Regions from separate parts of the Sus scrofa genome. Here region 1 is linked to region 2. A link is a contact called in public Hi-C data. All regions are on one chromosome and are shown on one strand. The core of a region is the stretch at or near the end of the contact, and the rest is flanking DNA. Distances in the headings are between cores, read along the strand shown.

Region 1 (3,658 bases), core at 1,143-3,642, 81 kb after region 2:
GAATATATAGATCAAGTTGGAAAGAACTGACATCTTGATAATACTAAGTTTTCTTACCCATGAACATAAGAGTATTCTCCATTTATTTAGTCCTTTTTTTGTTTTCATTAGCCTTTTTAATAGGTTTTGTATTAATATATAGCATTCTAAAATTTAGTCACGGTAGGTAAGGTCTATTGAAGTTATACCAAATGGTATCTTAATTTAAGCTCTTAGATTTTTATAGCCATGAAATTAAATCTAAGCTTAAATAAGAACTTTGTCTTAGTAAATTTTTTTTTTCGTTTTAAATACTACACACCCAGGAATATTTATTTTAACAGTTCAGTGGGTTTTAAAACAGGACACTAAACAACTATTACACCAGTTTACATAGTTAAGGAAAAGTCTTAAGTCACTGTTCTATTCTTTTCTCCTTGAATTTAATTCATCTCATTTTAAGATTGCCATAGGGTTAAAAACCATATAGATTGTAACATAAACCTTTGCATTTGTCTTAGAACAGGATTAAAAAGTGGTGTGTGTAAAAGAATTGTGTTTTTTAAAAAAGGATGTGTTTTAAATTGAATCTATTATTAAGCATTTGAAAGTTCTTACGGGGAATCACTCCAGTGCTGTAAAGTCTAGTGTTAATGACCCTTGCAGCAACAGTAATTGCTGAATTAATATTCAAGTGACAAGAAAATGGATTTTGCTAAGATCAGTCCTCCTGCTACTAATGTTTAAAATAATGTCACTCATTAACACTAAGAGCAGCTGGTAACAAAAAATTCCCAGGTGTAGGTTTGTCGCTCTGTCTAAACTTTTGCCTTCTCTTTACTTTTGTTTGTTTTGTGTAGAAAATAGACTAGCTTATGGGAAACATGATGTTTAAAAGGAGGAAAGGAATGTTTGCAGGAGAAAAATAGTGAAATAAAAATACTTCTCAATTAATAGTATTTAAACAAAAACCTAAGTCCTCAATTATGGGATTTAATAACTGATCCTTTTGGCATTAGCAAATATTGAGGTTTCAGTAAACAGGGTCTTGGTTAATGTTGTCTCTGCTTTTTCCCAGTTTGACTCAACTGGAATGAATTTTAGTTTTGCTGCAACAGTGAATTACTAAGTAAATGAACACTTTTTTATCAAGTTAATATAGGTTTACCCCACTATCCAAAAATAGAGTGTTCCTATGAAAAACCTTTTATAAGCCTAAATGATGTAACGTGAAGAAGCAGTTACCTTAGGGCATGTCTTGCTAGCAGTTCACAAAATAAATTGAGATAAAGCACAGAGGCTCACATATACAATTCAAAGCTATGGAGGCTTGATGCTGAGATGCTGAGTGTAGTCCTGGGGAAGGAGCTTGGTGCTCCTCCACTGCTCAGAGTGTGTGCTGCCTCTGTAATGTTCACTGCAAAGCAAACACTGAACACTGTTTTTGCAAAAGCGAAAATCCTCTTTGGATTTCTTTTGGTTGGAGAAAACACGTATTAATATATAGCATGCATAAGAGCGAAGTATCATAAAGTGAATTTTTGAAAAGTAGGGGATACCTGTTTAAGAAAAAGATTCTTTTCTGTGTCCCTTTTCCTCTTTTTTTCCTTTCCCCTGCTAATAAACATGCTCTGTGAGATCTCCTTTTCCTTTCCCCTTGAACTTACCCTGCAACTCTTTAGTCACTTGAATTATTAAAATATATATCTGATTTTTAGGGCATAAAAAGCCCAGGCCACTATAAAGAGTCTAGTCCACATTTTTTAACCCCCTGGGGCTTTCATTATAGTAGGGGACAGACAGAAGTGAGTAATAGGAATAAATAAAATACATGTAAGAGAGTAAAGATGCTTTAGGGAAAAAAACAGAAAGGAAGGTGAAACTTGTGGCAGTTCTATGTGACGTTTTAGATAGAGTGGCCAGGAGAGGTGTCCCTAGCAAGCCTGCTTTTGAGCCAAAAAAGACCTGCATAAGGTGGTGGAGCAGACCATGTGGGTATCTTGAGGGAAAGCAAGTATTCCCAGCAGAGACATACTGCTGCAGAGGTGGATATGCTGGAGAAGTAGGTTCCTACAGCCAGATGAACAAGGAAGAGGGGAACAGGTAAGAAGGATGGATGTTAGTGGTGATGGTAGCAACAGATTATCCAGTGCTGCATAGGTCATAAGACTTGAACACAGAGTAAGAAGGTAAGCCTTTAGAGGGTTTTGGCTAGGGTATTGTGATCTCACTTGCTTTTTAACTGTCGCTGAGCCTGGTTGTCCTTGAGAATAGACTATTGCTGTGTGGGGGTTAGGGTCTCAGGTGGAAGCAAGAAGGCTATTGCATTTAACACCAGAGGATGCTGTTGTCTTCCACTGAGGTTGGGCCAATAGGAGGAGGGAGAAGTGGTAGAATTTGGGGTATGTTTTGAAGATAAAACCTGTGGAATTTGCTGATATACAGTATGTTAGATACAGTGCTATCAAGGGGGAGGTTTAGGCTTTCCCCCTAAGGAACTGAAAGTTGCCATTCACTGAAGTAGGGAAACTTGAAAGAGAAATTGGAACATCAGGGAGTCAATTTGGGAAATATTAAACTTTTTAGAATTACTGGATTCAAAGTATTAGATTTCAGAATAAAGACTGTTTAGTCAGCATTTAGATATATAGCTCTGGAATTCAGGGTGGAATTTTAGGCTGGAGATAGATTTGGGGATTAAGAGTTTATTGGCACTGTAGGAGATCAACAAAAGACTGGATGTAGGTAGAAAGGAGAGGTTTAAGGGCTGAGCTCTGGAAGAGTGGCAGTATTTAGAGGTTAGAGAGATAAGGAACAGAATTGTTGATTGAGAAAGAGGGGCCAGGAAATTTAGGAGAAAAACTGGTAAGTATGTTATTCTAGCAACAAAGCAGAGAAAGTATATCAAGGAGAAAGAAGTGGCCAGCTGTGTCAGATGTTGCTGTGGCCTAGTCAGATATGATGAAGATTGAGAAATGAACATTGGGTCTAGTGATGAGATCATTGGTGACCTTGGATGAGAGGAGTTTCTATGGAGTGGTGAGGTGTAAAAACCTGTTAAGGTAATTGAGCAGAGAACTGGAAGGGGTAAAGGAATCAAGGTTTTTGTTTTATAATAAGGATTGGGGAAATGGATTGTAGTATTTATTCATGTGGGTATGATTCACCAGAGAGGGCGAAATAAATGATCCAGGATAGAGCAGAATTACTGGAGTGTTGTCCTTTTGGAAAAGAGAGATTGAAAATGAGTGAAAAAAAAAATTGAATAGCAGCATGAGAACTAGTGAAAAGCACCTATCTTGAGATTGTCAGCAATTAGGACCCATTTTCTACTCAGCTGTGAAGCCTCAGTGGCTGGTCAACTACTAATCTATAAAATGTTGTATTTTGAATTAGGGTGGAGTCAGTAGTGCTAACCCCACCCCTCATGTCTTGATTAGCAGGTGGTACCTTTCTGAGAAAGATATGGGGCTCTTATTTGAGACAAAGAAGCTAACAAGGGCTAGATTTTAGCCCTAACTCACCTTAGGCTAATTGTGCTTAAAACACATCCATAAGCTGCAGCCCTACTCTGTCTACTCCAGGACAGTTATAATAACCATATCTTTAGTGTGTTGTAGCAAAGTAGCATAAATGAGAAGAAAGCAAATTTAAGAACACAATAGTTTGGTTTGGAATC
Region 2 (3,764 bases), core at 619-3,118:
ATTCCAACTTCTCAGCATTTGGTAATTCCTAAGTATTCTAAGTGAATATTGAATGGAGCTCCATGATTTCAAATTCATTGAAGAATCATGAAATATTCGAGCAAGGGAGAACTTAGAACTTCTGGTACAATTTCCTTTTACATATAAGAGAAACTCAGTTGAAAAGAATAACTTGCCTGAAGTCACATGAATCTGGTAAAATGAAATTAGAATCCAGTTCCCTTCCTTTTCAGTATAGTATAGTATTGTTTTTTATATCATGGAAAATGCTACCAAAACACAACTGAAGATCTTTATCTCCTAGCCCCACCCTAATCCTATCAGCAATTGGCTTGTGGGCCTGCAGTTTACTTCTGTGATAAACTTCCTAAAAGAACACACTTTTTAATATATAGCTTTCCTTTCACAACCTCCCATTCCAAACAAAGCAAAGTCCAAACTCCGAACTGGCTAGCTTTTGCTGTAGCATCACAGTGTGTAAGTTGGGGGGAACCTTCAATCTGTATCTTCACTAACAGTCTCTTTCCACAGTACCCTTTGATCTAGCCAAATCAAAATGCTTGTCTTCCCCCCCCCCCCACACACAGGGTGCCTTCTTCAACAGGAGACTTCCTGACTAGAATATCTTTCCTTCTTATCAACTTGGTGGACTTTAACATTTGCTCTCCTTTTGGACTGGTGGCTTCTAGAGCAGGGAGACCTGGCTTTAGTCACACACTAGTTGAATGAGAGAGTTTTGTGTGTCCAGCAATTAGGGCATAGTTCTCCAAAAGGTTCACCGAATGACAGTGTCTTTGGAAAATTACAGAACTGTAACTTACTCTTCAGATTTGTAAGCAGCACTTTACCAAAACTTTTCTCTCTGGAGGAAAAAAAAGTCAATATGTTGGCTCATTCAGCCTTTTTTTCCCCTTTTTCCCTTTAATTCTAGTTCATCTGTTATGACTCTGCCATTGTCATTCCTGCTCTGAACTCCACATTCTCCCAGCACCCCTGCTCCTGACATTTGTGGGAGAGGAATCCACAAATTCCTTTGGGGCTCCATCACTGGAGCAAGTTCTCAGGAGCTGGAGAAGGTCTGGGCTGCAAACAGGAAGTTTTTGTACTTCTGGTTACTTTGTGCCTGGGGCAAAAACTGCAGTCCACCTGGAGACTGCAAGAGAGAATGACAGAACAAAACTACTAACCTTCACTATCTCCACCTGAAGCTTTTTTTCTGGGTGGACATTCTGACCTAGTATCACAGATGGTTCTCTTTCCAGAACTGGCCTCTAGCATGCACCTCACTAGAACCACGCAGCAAAGCATCAGGTATAAACCCTGTTTATGACCTTCTTCACTTAAACAATCTTGAGTGGGACATTTAAAAAATTGTTTTGAATTTTTAAGTTTTCAAAGCACCCGAAGGATCACCTTCTCCTTTGGTATGCTGAGGGCCAAAGAGAAGCAAGCAGAGGCTGGTCAACTAGTCTCAAAATCTCTTTTCCTCCCTCGATGCCGAAGACCCCATGTTGCCCTTTTAGCTCACACGAGGGGCAAGAGGCAGCTTTCCTCCTCCTGCATGCCCGCCTTCGTCAACGACACCCATTAGTCTGCAGTCTTCTAGGGCAGTGGGGGACTCTCGACCACGCACCCGGGGCGCTAGTCCAGAAGTTGGGGCCCCTGGGGTCCAAGCCGGCCCCTGCACATGCAGTGGGGCTGCAGGTCAGCCCCAGGGATGATCCCGGCCCAGCGTGCGGGGTAGGTAGCCCAATGGGCAGTCTCGCTCCGGAGGCGGGCTCAGGCCGGAAGCCACCCCGCGGCACAGCGGCCCCACGAGACGGCGCCCGCGCCCCCGCCTTTTCTGGCACCCGCTCCGCGGCCAAGGGCGGCAGGGGCCAGCCCGCTGGGTCCCCGCCGCGCTCTTTGTCCGGGCCGCGCGCGGGCGGACGCGTGCGCCCCCCGGGTGAAGGGAGGCGCGGAAAGAGCGCGCGGGAGCGCGCGAGAAAGGCTCGCGCCCGCCGGCGGCGCGTGCCCCTTCGCCAGGCAAGCAGTGAGCGAGCACGCGCGCCGCCGCCGCGCCCGCCCCTCCCCCGCGCTCGCCTCGGAACTTGCTGACTGCGCGGCCGGGAGGAGCCGAGCCGGGAGGCGGCGGCGGGAGGCCACAGCGCGCGGGGGTCTCCCGCGTCCCCTCCGCCTCGCCGGGAGCTCGCGCCCTCGCCCAGCCGAGCTCCCACCCCCCCTTTTTTCCGAAGGCGCTGGGCGGCGCCACCCTCCGGCCGGAGCCCGGCACTGCACAACCCCCTCCGACTTTCAATGTTCCACACTCCCCGGCCAGAGCCTCCTCGGCTTCTTTTTTTCCCTCCCCCCCTTTCCCCCCCCCAGCTGCCTCCATTTCCTTAAGGAAGGGTTTTTTTCTCTCTCCCTCCCCCACACCGTAGCGGCGCGCGAGCGGGCCGGGCGGGCGGCCGAGGTAAGGCGGCGGGGCCGGGGGGCCGCGTGGGGGCGGCCGGGGCGGCGGCGGCGGTGGGGGAGGGGGCGGGGGCGGGCAGCTTTGTTCGCGCCGGGCGCCCGCGCCGCCGGTGTCCGCGAGCCGCGGCGGGGCCGGCCGGGCTGCTCGCATCACTTGGCGCCCGGCGCGGCGAGCGCTGCCCGCGGCCCCCGCGCGGCCCTCCCCACAAAGGGCCGCGGAGCTGCGTGGCCGCGCCGCCGGCCGCGGCTCGCCTCCGCGGGCGCGGAAATTTGTTGCACTTCTTGGGGCTTTGTTTGTTTGTTTGTTTTTCCTCTGATTTTTTTTTTCGTTATTTTGGACAAAATGTCGGTCCGTGATGTAAAAATTGAGCGAGGAACCTTGATGGCATGGGGAGCTTTGCAGAAGGTGCAGTTTGAATTTTGCTTTTCCCAGGGTGGCAGCTCGGTCTTGGCCGGATGAATCTTCCCTGCTGGCCGTGGAAACGGCTAGAGCAGCTTGTTAGTTGATTTTTTAAATTCCTAAGTGTTGTATTTAAAGGCTTACGTGCACCGAGGAGGAATCGCCACCTTAAATAAGCATATGGGCGATTAACAGGGTATGTTTTCCTCTTGGAAAGGGAATTTGGTAGCTTTGACCAATGTCAGCGTGTAAATATTTAGACGTTATTAGTGACTTTTTAACATTTTTCAGCAAGATCTGTTATTTACAGTGTGTCATATGTTATTAATGCTCGTTGCCTAAGTTCCCTGGCAAATCTGTTTCATGCCTTCTGAGAAAGTAGACAATTGATAGATTGTCCAAGGGATGGAAAAAAATGTGAGTGGGTTTTCTAACTTGAGTTCGTAAATCCCTGAACGCTGGCGTTGTAAGACCCATCACCTCCCCTGTAACCTTGCTTTACGACGAGATAAGTGTGAACACTTTTGAAGTCTTTTCATTAAAATACGATTTTAGGTGAAGATAAAGAGATGAAAATGCTGTTGGTTTATTTAATAGACTTACCTGTCCTTTCTCCCTTTTCTATTGAAAAGTTTTCCAAGAAATAACTTCACCAAGATGTCCAGTGATCGGCAAAGGTCCGATGATGAGAGCCCCAGCACCAGCAGTGGTAGTTCAGATGCGGACCAGCGAGACCCAGCCGCTCCAGAGCCAGAAGAACAAGAAGAAAGAAAACCTTCTGCCACCCAGCAGAAGAAAAACACCAAACTCTCTAGCAAAACCACTGCTAAGTTATCCACTAGTGCTAAAAGGTAATGTGTGAAAAAAAGGATTACGCATGTTGTCTGTGTTGGACACTTTTGTTGGTTTTACA

The links. Hi-C and Micro-C count contacts between places; a contact is called where the count stands out from the background.
Region 1: a contact with region 2 is called in a Hi-C map of fetal liver, with 2.1 times the contacts expected there. The contact joins the enhancer-like site here to the promoter of UBE2E3 in region 2. A contact is called at or near these places in 2 of 5 promoter capture datasets (fetal liver and liver), 6 of 47 Hi-C or Micro-C datasets (alveolar macrophages, fetal heart ventricle, fetal liver and 1 more) and 1 of 2 datasets of contacts at active chromatin or transcription factors (skeletal muscle).

The regions. Positions count from the first base shown.
Region 1 is chr15:86,549,694-86,553,351 of Sscrofa11.1, forward strand. All of the region lies in intron 3 of UBE2E3 (ubiquitin-conjugating enzyme E2 E3), which reads left to right. Among named protein-coding and RNA genes, the nearest start is that of UBE2E3, 81 kb to the left of the region's middle. Within about 2 kb of position 2,393, at least 4 of the 83 cell types and tissues checked have an H3K27ac peak or open chromatin away from gene starts, as enhancers often do. A contact at or near this core is called in fetal liver, where this site is marked.
Region 2 is chr15:86,469,044-86,472,807 of Sscrofa11.1, forward strand. It overlaps UBE2E3 (ubiquitin-conjugating enzyme E2 E3), which reads left to right and starts at 1,869. Exons shown (of 6, transcript XM_021076031.1): 1 at 1,869-2,452; 2 at 3,484-3,702. The coding sequence starts at 3,509.